2 separate regions of the Pan troglodytes genome follow, and region 1 is linked to region 2. A link is a contact called in public HiChIP or PLAC-seq data. All regions are on one chromosome and are shown on one strand. The core of a region is the stretch at or near the end of the contact, and the rest is flanking DNA. Distances in the headings are between cores, read along the strand shown.

Region 1 (6,464 bases), core at 3,887-6,386, 330 kb after region 2:
GAGGCTAGAAGTTAGAAATGAAGGTATCAGCAGGACCAGCTTCCTCTGTAGGCCCCTTGGTTTCTTGTTCTAGCTTCTGGTGGTTGCCAGTCATCCTTGGTGTTTCTTGGCTTGTAGATGCATCACTTGAATCTCTCTGCCTCCATCATCACATGGCCTTCTTCCCAAATATTTTCTCTGCATCTTCAAATATCTCTCTCCTTATCAGATTACCAGTCATTGGATTTAGGGCCCACTCTAATCCAGTATGCCTTCATTTTAACTTGATTACATCTGTAAAGGCTCTCAAAGAAGGTCACATTCACAGGTACAGGGGATTCAGACTTTAACATATATATTTGGTGGGGTGGGGACACAATTTAACTCACAACAGGTATGACAGATAACTTTGGGAGGAGAAGCACCTGGTGAATGGGTAGGAAGGGAGGGGTCAATCAAGGTAACCAAAGAAAAAAATAAATGAGGATGGGAAAGAATACAGTAAAAATATCTTCATAAGAATAAATTGCCCTGTTAATATAAAATTCTGTGCATGTGTATGAATAAATTAGAATAAAGAGCTAGCTCTGTATTAATTTGTAGGCATAACATTCGATAATTCTTTTATATGGTTTATTGTGTGCCAGGCACTGTTTTAAGCACTTTCCATACATTAACTCCTTTAATCCTTATGTCTCAACCCATGATATAGGTACTATTATTATTACACCCATTTTACTGATGATGAAACTGAGACATAGAGAGACATAGCTAGTAAAATGGCTGAGCCAGGATTCAAACCTGAGCCATCGGGCTTCAGAATCTGTGCTCTTAATCACCTTGGTATATGTAGTATGACTCTGTTCTTCAGAAACTAAAACAATATATATGTGTACAAATGCATATGTATACATTTATATTTTAGAAGACATAAAATTAAAGTATCGAGATCAAAAATAAAATATTGGATTCTAACCAGCTCTGTCAGGGCTCACAGACGAATGAATGATAAATATTCTGGTTGGCCTATTTTGTGTCATATACCCAGATGCCCAGACTAGGTTTTTTGAGGGGGAGAAGGAGGGGCATTAGTGCTTGGACATTCTTGTCAGAGTCATGTGGAGTGGGTTACTTAAAGGAAAGAGATGATCTATTATCAGAGGTAGGAGGAGATGGCAGCTGATGGAGTTGCAAAAACTATAACTAGTCCTGTCTCCTTGAACCTCGGTGTAACCTTCCCTACCTTTTTCTTAGATGTAAACAGCAGAGCAGCTGAAGGTCCTTCACTCATCAAACAAAAAGAAGGTATGGCCCAAGGTGAAGAGAAAGGCTATAGGGAAACCCTCCCCAAAACATCACACCCATTTTCCCATGCCCTTTGTTCAGAAAATAATTAATTGTGGAAATGAGATCTGTTGCCTCCCCACTTCCCCCGGCCCAGACCCGACAAAAATGGGGACCCTGTCTCTACTTCCTACAAGTCCACCAGGGGCAAGTTACCATTTGGGGTTATTTAATGGTGTAATAGGAGAATCTGCTGCTTTTAGTTCAGGGGTGTCCAATCTTTCAGCTTCCCTGGGCCAAATTGGAAGAATTGTCTTGGGCTGCACATAAAATACATTAACACTAATGATAGCTGATGAGCTTAAAAAAAACTGCCAAAAAAAACCCAAAACCTCAATGTTTTAAGAAAGTTTATGAATGTGTGTTGGGCCACATTCAAAGCCATCCTGGGCCACATGAGGCCCATGGGCTGTGGGTTGGACAAGCTTGATTTAGATCATCTCATGATTTTTAGGCTCTGCCAGTGTGGGGATTATCCCACCTGCAGGGATTATGTGGTGCTCTAGGATTATCTTGGGTTTGGGGTTGATCCCCCCACATGGAAGGATTGTCTGGTGGTGCTATCGGATTATCTTGGTTTTAGGGTTGATCCCTCACATGGAAGGATTCTCTGCTACTTTGATGCTCCTCATGACCTGGTGCCGCCTGTTCTATAGTATCAACGTGTAAGTCCTTGACTCAGACCTAATTCAAGGTAGGTTAAGGTGTCCTCCTGTCTACCAGTTCCTGTTTCAGGAACTTGGGATGACCTTGTGAAGGGTAGGAAGTTTCTATTTTCCTTTGAAGTGCTGTTCCAAGAGGTAATAATAGTGGAACTTGAGTTTCAGCAGTTGATGAGAATGGTGGCCCCTGTGTCTAAGAAGTATGAGAATTACAATATTGGGTAGCAGAGACTGATAAGGATGGTGATATAGGTTGAGCATCCCTTATCCAAAATACTTGAGACAGAAAGTGTTTGAGGTTTGATTTTTTTATTTTGTATTTTGGACTATTTTCATATATATAAAATCAGATATTTGGGGATGAGACCCAAGTCCAAACACAAAATTCATTTGTTTTCATTTCATTTATATATGCCTTCTACACATAGCCTGAAGATAATTTTATACAATATTTTTGTGCATGAAACAAGGTTTTTTGTTTGTTTGTTTTAAGACAGGGTCTCACTCTATCAACCAGGCTGGAGTGCAGCCTCAACTTCCTGGGCTCAAGCAATCCTCCCACCTCAGCCTCCCTAGTAGCTGGGAGAAGCATGCATCACTATGCCCTGCTAAGTTTTAAATTTTTTTACTGTAGAGATGGGAATCCCACTATGTTGCCCAGGCTGGTCTCAAATTCCTGGGCTCAAGTGATCCTCCTGCCTTAGCCTCCCAAACCGCTGGATTACAGGCATAAGCCACTGTGCCCAGCCCCATGAAACAAAGTTTTGACTGCAGTCTATCACATGAGATCAAGTGATGGAATGAAATTTTTCACTTCTGACGTTATGTCGGTGCTCAAAAAGTTTTTGATTTTGGAGCATTTCAGATTCGAGATTTTTGCATTAAGGATGCTCAACCTGTACTTGTGTTCCAATGTCTGATGGGAATGGTGGCCCCCTGTCTCAGGGAGTGAAGGGAATGATGGATCCTGAGTTCTGGATATTTGTAGGAATTGCAGTAGATGAGTCTTATGTGCTGAGAGATTTGGAGCCCCGTATTTCACAGAATGAAGGAACCAGTGGTCCCTGTGACTTGCTAACTGATGAGAACAGAGGCCTTATGTTTCAGAAACTAATGGGAATTATGGTCACTGTTCCTGGGGGCTTAAGCAAGTCCCAGACTAATCCACAAGTCATTTATTATTCACTCATCTCTTCATTCATTCACTTAGCAAACATTTTCCTGAGCCCCTGCTCTGAGCCATGCCTGGGTGGAGTGATATCGAGGACACAGAGATGACTCAGACCCAGACCGTGCCCTCAGTAAATTCCCAAAGACAGACCCAGACGTAGAAAATCACAACACAACAGGATCAGGGCCAGGACAAGGACTGTGATGCGGTGCCTGTCCTGATCTGTCTACAGGGCATCCAGGGTGAATGTAGAATGACAGTAACTCTAGATCGTAAGTGAAAGTGAGGGGTCTGACAAAGGGTCCTTCTTAATCATACATGAATTTGTGTGCATGACAAGTTTAAATGTACCCAGTGTCAATCCTTAGAAATAGCATATTTTCCCAGAGCCAGCCCACCCCAAAGAAGGAGCCAGAGAGGCCTGGGTTTGAATCTCTAGCTCCATCACATACTTTGTGAGCTTGGGCAACTGGCTATTCAGAGCTGCATCCTATTCAGTATTCCATCCTTACGATTGGGATAATAATAGTTTCTAATAATAAGGTTTCTGTGTAATCAATGATATAATGTATAACAAATACTCATCCCAGGAACTGGCTCCAAGTAGTCATTCAATAAAGGGTATCTGTTGTCATTATTATTATCCCATTGTTAGTAATTATCAACAAATTTTAAAGGCTCTAGAAGTAAGCATTTATTGAATATCTGGGTTTAGAGGCTTAAAAGCATTGGACAAAATCACTTTAAAAATCAGCAAATTTGGGCCAGGTGTGGTGGCTCAGCCAAGGTGGGAGGATCACTTGAGGTCAGAAGTTCAAGACCAGTCCAGCAAACGTGGCAAAACCCCATCTCTACAGAATATACAAAAATTAGCCGGGCCTGGTGGCGCAGGCCTGTAGTTCCAACCACGTGGGAGGCTGAGGTGGGAGAATGGCTTGAACCTGGGAGGCAGAGGTTGCAGTGATCTGAGATAATGCCACTGCACTCCAGCCTGGGCAATCCGTCTCAAAAATAAATACATACATACATACATACATACATACATACATACACACATACATACACAAATCTGTAAATATGAATATGCATAAGCATTAGTTTCTTGACATAAAAAACCTCCCAATCTCCCAATTAACTGAATACACTAGGAATAAATAGATGAATACAATGGAATATTATATCACTATTAAAATGAATGAGGAGGTTCTATAAGCCTAGATATGGGAGGATCTTTGGATATCATGTAAAAAAAAAAAAAAACAAGGTGCAGAATAATGTGATCCTATCAGGGGACAGAAAAGAGGAGGGTGGTATATATGTGCATAGATGTATAAAATTCCTCTGGAAAGATACGTAAGAAATTAGTGAATATATGCTGTCCCCAGAGAGGAGAACTGGGTGGCTGGAGGATAGGGAGGGAGGGAGATGCACTGTTGAAAGCCCAGCACCATGCATCCTGAACGTTTTCCCTAAAACGTTTCCCTGAACGTTTTCCCTGGCTCTTAATGTCCACTAAGTTCTCAGATGCCCACAGCATCTCTCTCCTCTACCCTCTTCTTCCTCCTAGTTCCCCATTGAAAGCAACTCCTGCCCCATCCGTTCCTGGGCCAGACTCAGGGAGTTGTAGTTTTCCTACCTGTTTCCCGCCCACAGGTTCCTGTTCTCTGCCCCCAGTGCCCAGCAGTCTCCAGCCATCTCCAGCTCCTCACATTCCTGCCCCACCCCTTCCTCTCTCCCCAGGTCCTAGCCCGCAAACTGCAGGGAGGGGGCCTCCTCCCCAGCCTCCACCCGTCTCTCCCCCTCCACTCCACACAGCCTCAGCGGGGTCTGACATTCAGCTATAACCGTGTCCCCGCCCCTTGCTCACAACCTTCCAGGGCTCCCTGTCACCCTCAGAAGGCTAAGTTCCCAGCCTGGCCTGAAACTCCCTAAGAATCTGACCCCGCCCGCTCGCCCCACCAGCCTCATCTCCTGTGCTCCTTGGCTCCTGGCTTCGGAGGCTCTAGTCAGACTTAAGGGCTTTGTTGTCCTCCCAGCACCTCCTTGGTTTCCTGCCTTGGGCCTTCGCTTCAGCTGTGCCCTCTGCCTGGAAGGGCCTTAGTGGAGGTCATGCCACAACCACGCCTTCTCTCTGCCGTCTCCAGCTGCCAGGATTCCTCCCGCCCTGGGCTCTCACAGCCTCTGGCCTCTCCCTGTGTCATACCCAGATCACCCGGGATTGGGACTGTCTGCGGCTGGCTCTGTCTCTTCCATCAGACTGTGAGCTCCATCTGCAAGGGCAGATTCGGGTCTGATTCACCTTTGAGTCCCCAGTGGGTGGGGGTGGGGGGGTGGAGATACTAAAGCTGGTGGGGGCGAAGCTGGGAGAGCAGGAAGGGGGAGAGAGAGACGGGCAGACCCTGACTGGTTCGGGGAGAGAGAGGAGGAGAAAGCGAGAGAGAGGAAGAACAGAGACACAGAGACGGGAAGGGAGGGAGAGAAACAGAGAAAAGGGAAGAATAAATGGGATACACAGAAGCCCCACAGGCAGAGAAAGAGGATGGAGATAGGGAGAGGGCGACAGGAAGGACAGATGTGCAGAGACAGAAGGGAGGACAGACGGAAAGAGACACAGAGAGGCAGCAAAAGCAACCAAGAATGACAGGAGCAGAGAGGAGGAGGGAAAGAGGGAGAGAGAGAGAGAGAGAGAAAGAGAGAGAAGGGAGGGAGGGAGGGAGGGAGAGAGGGAGAGAGGGAGCGAGAGAGCGAGAGAGCACGCACAGAGAGAGGAGGAGGCGCAGGAGAGAAGAGGGAGGGAGGCCAGCGAGGGACAGGACGGGGCGGAGAGGCGGAGGGGAGCTAGGGAAAGCCGGGGAGGAGCGAGACTGGCCGAGGGAGGAGGGCGGGCGAGGCGGGAGCGCCGGCCGCCGCCGCCTCCCGGCCTCTTTTGTCCCTTCCCTCCTCTGCGTCAGGCTCCCCTGGCCCGGCCTCCCCCTCCCGCTCCCTCCTCCTCCCCGGGGCTGGATGGAATTTTTTCCCCTGGACCTGGGCCAGCTCCGGGGCAGGGGGGAAGCCAGGCCGGACTGGGCTGGGCGGTGGGGAGGGGCCGGGGCGGGGGGCCCCCTGGGGAGGGGGCTGGTCCGACGGCCGCGCCGCCGGCGGGGTCCAGGGAGGGGGAGCCCCGGACCGCAGAGCCGGGGAGGAGGCGACGGCCGGAGGGAGTCGGGGAGAAGGGAAGGAGGATGGCGGGGACGGCGGGAGGAAGGGGAGAGGCCGCCGTGCGGCGAAGGCGGGGAGAGGATGGAGAGCGCTCGGTGGCGGTGGGGCCC
Region 2 (5,914 bases), core at 668-3,167:
CCATGGGGGAGACGGATCCAATCCCAGACATGCCAGGCGGGGAAGGCCAGGGCTGGGATGGAGAGAGGAGGCCCAGGGAGCTGTAGGACTCCAAAGATGTGACAGTAACGAACAGTCAGAGCAGGGAAGAAACCAAGTGTTGGGTCCCAGGACCCCAAGAGGAATATGTCTCAAAAGGGCTACAGGTGACATCCCTGTCATGTGCTGCCAGAGGCATCATTAGGACAGGGGGCATTGAGGGAGATGGGAGAGCAGAGTCTAGAGCCAGACTTGCCCAGGGTTTCGATCGTAACTCTGCCACTTACTGGCTGGGAGATCTGACAGGCCTCAGTTTCCTCATCTATCCAATGGAATTAATAATACAAAGGGTCGGCCAGGCATGGTGGCTCAGGCTTGTAATCCCAGCACTTTGGGGGGCCGAGGCAGGCGGGTGGATCACCTGAGGTCTGGAGTTTGAGACCAGCCTGACCAACATGGTGAAACCCCATCTCTACTAAAAATACAAAAAATTAGCCAGGTGTGGTGGCGCATGCCTGTAATCCCAGCTACCTGGGAGGCTGAGGTAGGAGAATTGCTTGAACTCGGGAGGCGGAGGTTGCAGTGAGCCAAGACTGCGCCATTGCACTCCAGCCTGGGCAAAAAGAGCAAAACTCCGTCTCAAAAAGTAAAAATAAATAATAAATAATACAAAGGGTACTGAAAGGACTGAATGGGTTAATCTCTGCAAAGGACTTGGAACGATGCCTGCCACGTAAGTACCCGCTAAATGCTGGCTGCTATCATCACTGACACTTTCATGCTCAAGTCTGGCTCCTGTACCCTCTTCCCCAGCCCACTCCCTAAGCAGGCAGGGGCAGTATCAGTGTCAACTTTGTGACCCTGGTTTTGCCCACCCTGAGGCCTCCAGGGTGCCAGGCCCTGCGCTAGGTAATGCTGGCGACACGGAGGTTAAGTCCCCAGGCTGATGGGAAGGACAGACATGGACAGACAGTCACCATCTTCAGTCCAGTTCAGGCCAAGCATTGAGAGAAACGGGCCTGAGAGACCGTGTCTGATTCACCTCTGTCCACACCAGCTTCCCTCTGGGGACAACAAGCCAGGCGCTCAGAGAGCACCCTCCCCCCTCTTTCATGGAGAATGTGAGCTACCTCCAGCTCAATCAGGTTGGCTCCTTGAACTTTCATCTCTAGCAAACACACTTCTCTCTCCCTAGCTAGAGCCTCCTGGCTCACCCTGTGGCTATGGAGGGTGGAAAGCAGCTTCTGGGGCCCCACAGGACCCTGTCTGACTCCCTCTATAGCACATTTCGGGTAATATAAGAGTACAATGGTAAGTAATGCAGCCTAGTGGGTGAAAGCAGTCAGAGGAACCCGGATAGAACTCTCGGCTCTGCCCTTCTCTAGCTGGGTGACCTCTCTGTGCCTCAGTTTCTCCGTGCGTTAAACAGGGACCGTGACTTCTTCCAGTGGGTAAGAAATAGAGATAGCAACTCACTCTGAACAGTTATCAAGAGAGTGAATCCAGAACGAGGGAAAAGAGAACATGGCCGTGACCCCGGAGGGATCGGATGTTAGAACTTCACTCTTGGATTTTTGCCCTCAGGTGACTTTGACGTTTGGGGGTTAAAGCGGCAGAGGTCGGGGGTTACGAGAAGACCCCCACCCAGCGTGCGCTCGTGGCCCCGGAAGCACACGGCTGCGGGACTCAGGGATGTGGGAGAGGGGGGCCCGGTCACCTTCACGGCGTAGTCGATGACCCTCTTGACAGCTACGAGCGCGCGCAGCTCCGCCATCTTCCCGCCGCAGCCACTTACAGGGTCAGCCCGCACCCTCAGCGGCTCAGTCCAGAAGCCCCACCACCCCCGCCCCCCGCGCCCCTCTCTGCGCCTGCGCGCAGCGCGGTCAGCCAGTCAACCGCTGCAGAGCCCGCCTCCCCGACAGAGGACCAATCGAGAGGCCGGAGGGAAGGGAGGTGTGGCAAGCAATGCAAACCAATGGGAAGCGGATCTCGGGGAGCGAGCGGGACCTGGAGAGGGAAGGAAAGGCCTGGCGGAGAGGGCAGGGCAGAGAACTAGGGGAAAGGTCGTGCACTGGAGGGAAGCGCGCCCGGAGTTTATAGATCCTCTCGGTCCTATAAACACTTCCCGGTATCCCCGGATCTGCTCTCCCTCTCCAGATCCCCCACTTCTTCCCGGCCTCTCCAAGTTGCGCTACTCGTATTCCCACGCCTCTGAATCCTCGCGCGTCGGTCTCTCCACTCTCTCCATCCCCGTGTTCCCTGTCCCTTCCATATCCGTATCCTCCCCTGTCCGTGTCTCTACTTCACCTCCATGTCGTCCCCACAGCCTCTCCACACCCTCTCCAAAGGCCCACGTCCCCGCCTGGCCCCGCCCCTCCCACATGTCCCTGTTCCCATCCCAATCCATGGAGACTTGTGTCTCCATGTCTGTGTCTCCCTGTCTCCACGTTCCCTATGAGTTCATGTCCTTATGTCTTCCCTGAGCCTCTATGCAACCCCGTGCCTGCGTCCCCACGACCCGCAGAAAAGCACGCGGAGCCGCAGCGCTAAAAAAAAAGCCGTTCCTTTATTCTGCCCCAGGCAGGCTGCAGTCACAGACACACGGGGAATCCACTGATGGCGTCGGTGCTCTGCATGATCATGTCTGCCAGCAGAAAGCAGAAGCCTGGGGGGACGGGGGTGCGGGGCAGGGAGAGGAAGGTGGGCCCTGGGGCGGATGGCCGGGAGGGCCCCGGGGACTGGGGTTTGGGGCTCCAAGGGGGTCTCTGCCGGGTCTGCGGGAGTCGTTAGTGTGTTGGGGAGTCCCCGAGAGGTCCCCGGGGTTTCCTGGGAGGGCAGCTGGGGAGCCTCTGGGGTGAGGGTCTTCTGGGCAGTCTCCTCCACCCTCTTCCCGCTGTCCAGGTTACCCGCGAGAATTGAGAAGGGTAAGGCCAGCCACCCAGAAAAATAGGACCAAGAGAAGAAGACGTTGTTCTTCCACGCATTCTTCACGGTGTAGCCTATCAAGGCGGTCAGCAGCAGCAGTCCTGGGCCCCGCCCAGCCGCAAGATGAGCTAGCTGGGCCTGGTGGGGCTGCACCCAGGCCACGCCCCCTCAGACCCGCCCCCTTCTATCAGACCACGCCTATCGCCTCTCAGCCCGCCTCTGGTCCAGGCCCCTTCCTGCTCCTCCCGCTCTGAACTCTGTCTCGAGCCCCGCCCACCTCTCTCGGCTTCTTCCAGCCCTGCCCCTCGGATCCTGGCCGAGTACCTCAAGCCCCTCCCCTGGTGACCAGGCCCCTCCATCACCCAGGGCCCGCCCCTGCCTGCCCGCCTGGGGCGGTCTGCAGTCTCACCGCCGAGGAAGAGGAAGGCACTCGTGGTCTGGCCCCGCAGCGACTCGCCCTCGTCGCACCGAATCCGCAGTCCCATCACCATGCCCACCACGCCGACACCCACCGCCAGCACCATGCACGCCACAGTCACCGCCAGCGTGGCTGGGGAGAGCGGGCGCATCAGCCCCCGCGGGCGCCGCCCCAGTCACTACGGGTTCGGCCGCAACCGGAAGCTCTCCCGTCTCCTGCCCCCAACCCGGTGTGTGGCCAGGAGCCGAGATCCACCGACCGGGAGTCAGGCGTTTGGATTGAGACTTGGAGGTCACATCAAGACCTGCGGTTACTGCCGCTACCAGGACGGGGAGGGGGTCGGGGACAAGCCCACGAGTCGAGGGGCGGGGTTCGTGGCGGCCTCGGCCGACAAGGGACAGCTGCAACTGAGCCCGGGGTGGAAGGGGTGGGCGTCTCGCCATGGGCCCAGCTGTGTGTCCCAAGCCCTGGGGGTCTGAAATGCCCTCTGACATCTGGGCGGGCGGAGCCTCACTCTGGCAGGGGATGCTGGAGCAGATGCCGTGGTTGCATTCCTGCCACAGGCCACTGTGGCCCTCTTGTTGGCGGGTCCAGTAGTTGGTGGCCGTGGAGAGCACCATGAGGACGTTGGCCACGAGGCTGAGCAGAATGCCCCCACTCTGGAGGCTCCGCTTCACCCCCATGCCACTGAGGCTGCAGCCGGGGGCCACAAGGGCAGGATGGGCCCAGGCCTTTCCTACCCCAAGGCCCCCAGCTGAGGAGCCCGCTTCCTCCACACTCCTCCCCTGGTACTCCTGCCTGAGGTCCCTGCTTCTGGGGACCTGAAGACCCCCCTCCCTCAACAACCCTGCCTGAGGACCCACAACCTCCTCCCTCCAGACCTCGTTCCCCTTACTGGAGACCTTGAGACTTCCCCTGAGAGGCCTCTGAGACCTTCACCACAGGCTTTGCTGTGAGGAACCTGTCTTCCCAGAGACCTCCCCCGACAGCCGAACGCCCTTTCAGCCCAGCCTGTTCAGTGTCCTCCCCAGACACCCCTCCACACAGGCCCACCTAAGTGACTCACACCCAGTGCCCTAGGGCTCCTTAGACACAGAGCCCAGAGAGACGGGGGGAGGGAGGCTGGGTCTCTGTGAGGCCAGGGGTTCCAGAACCCCCTCCCCCAGTGGCTGTTTAAAGGGATAATCACTACCCCCACCACCATACGCATACACCCCCGCAGCTCTCAACTGAGTGACTGCTTAGATTCAGACCGCAGCTTTGGGGGCCGTTACATGATAGGCCAAGTCCTTCTTTTATCATTATTATCATTATTATTTTTTGAGATGGAGTCTTGCTCTGTCGCCCAGGCTGGAGTGCAGTGGCACGATCTCGGCTCACTGCAACCTCCACCTCCTGGGTTCAAGCAATTCTTCTGCCTCAGCCTCACAAGTAGCTGGGACTGCAGGTGCACACCACCACATCTGGCTAATTTTTGTATTTTTAGTAGAGACGGGGTTTCACCATATTGGCCAGGCTGGTCTCGGACTCCTGACCTTGTGATCTGCCTGCCTCAGCCTCCCAAAGTGCTGGGATTACAGGCGTGAGCCATCTCTCTCTCCCAGGCTGGAGTGCAGTGGCACCATCACAGCTCACTGCAGCCTTGAACTCCTGGGCTCAAGGAAACCTCCTGCCTCAGCCTCCTGAGTAGCTGGGACTACAGGCATGTGCCACCACACCTGGCTAATTTTCTTAAGATTTTTTATAGAGATGGGGTCTTGCTATGTTGCCCAATCTGATCTCAAACTCTTGGGCTCAAGCGATCCTCCTACCTTGGCCTCCCAAAATGCTGACATTATGGATGTGAGCCACCACTCCCAGCCCTTTCTTAGAAACTTCTCTTTCCCTTGGCCGGGTGCGCAGTGGCTCACGCCTGTAATCCCAGCACTTTAGGAGGCCAAGGCGGGCAGATCACCTGAAGTCAGGGGTTTGAGACAAGCCTGACCAACATGGCAAAACCCCGTCTCTACTAAAAATACAAAAATTAGCCAGGCTAGCCGGGGGTGATGGCAGGTGCCTATAATCCCAGCTACTTGGGATGTGAGGCAGGAGAATCACTTGAACCCGGGAGGTGGAGGTTGCAGTTAGCTGAGATCGCGCCATTGCATTCTAGCCTGGGCGACAGAGCAAGACTCCATCTCAAAAAAAAAAAAAAAAAAAAGACAAAATTAGCCAGGTATGGTGGCACACGCCTGTAATCCCAGCTACTCAAGAGGCTGAGGGAGGAGAATTGCTTGAACCCGGGAGGCAGAGGTTGCAGTGAGCCAAGATCACACCACTGCACTCCAGCCTGGGTAATAGAACAAGACTCCGTCTCAAAAAAAAAAAACAACCTTCTCTTCCCTTGACATTCTAGGCACCGCAGAAGCTCTCCAGGTCCCCAGCTGTCTGACTGCAGACTTCTGCTCCTCTGCCTTCTCCCCTTCACTTGTAAATCTGGGTATCCCTTGAAGCTCCACCCTGCACTCTCTTGCCAGGCAAGCCTCCTCACGGCCAAAGTTTCAGTGCTCCTTA

Evidence for each region. HiChIP or PLAC-seq counts read pairs in DNA pulled down with a chosen protein or histone mark.
Region 1: an H3K4me3 HiChIP or PLAC-seq map of stem cell-derived excitatory neurons shows a contact between it and region 2, with 8 times the contacts expected there. The contact joins the promoter of SPACA6 here to the promoter of ETFB in region 2. A contact is called at or near these places in 1 of 7 Hi-C or Micro-C datasets (stem cell-derived neural progenitor cells) and 1 of 1 datasets of contacts at active chromatin or transcription factors (stem cell-derived excitatory neurons).

Annotation. Positions count from the first base shown.
Region 1 is chr20:54,542,841-54,549,304 of NHGRI_mPanTro3-v2.0_pri, forward strand. It overlaps SPACA6 (sperm acrosome associated 6), which reads left to right and starts at 5,137. Exons shown (of 8, transcript XM_016936735.3): 1 at 5,137-5,415. The coding sequence starts at 5,266.
Region 2 is chr20:54,219,409-54,225,322 of NHGRI_mPanTro3-v2.0_pri, forward strand. ETFB (electron transfer flavoprotein subunit beta) reads right to left here and starts at 1,918. Exons shown (of 6, transcript XM_016936709.2): 1 at 1,736-1,918. The coding sequence starts at 1,792. It overlaps CLDND2 (claudin domain containing 2), which reads right to left and starts at 4,483. Exons shown (of 4, transcript XM_016936711.4): 1 at 4,415-4,483; 2 at 3,876-4,054; 3 at 3,353-3,493; 4 at 2,483-3,044. The coding sequence starts at 4,044. The coding sequence ends at 2,506.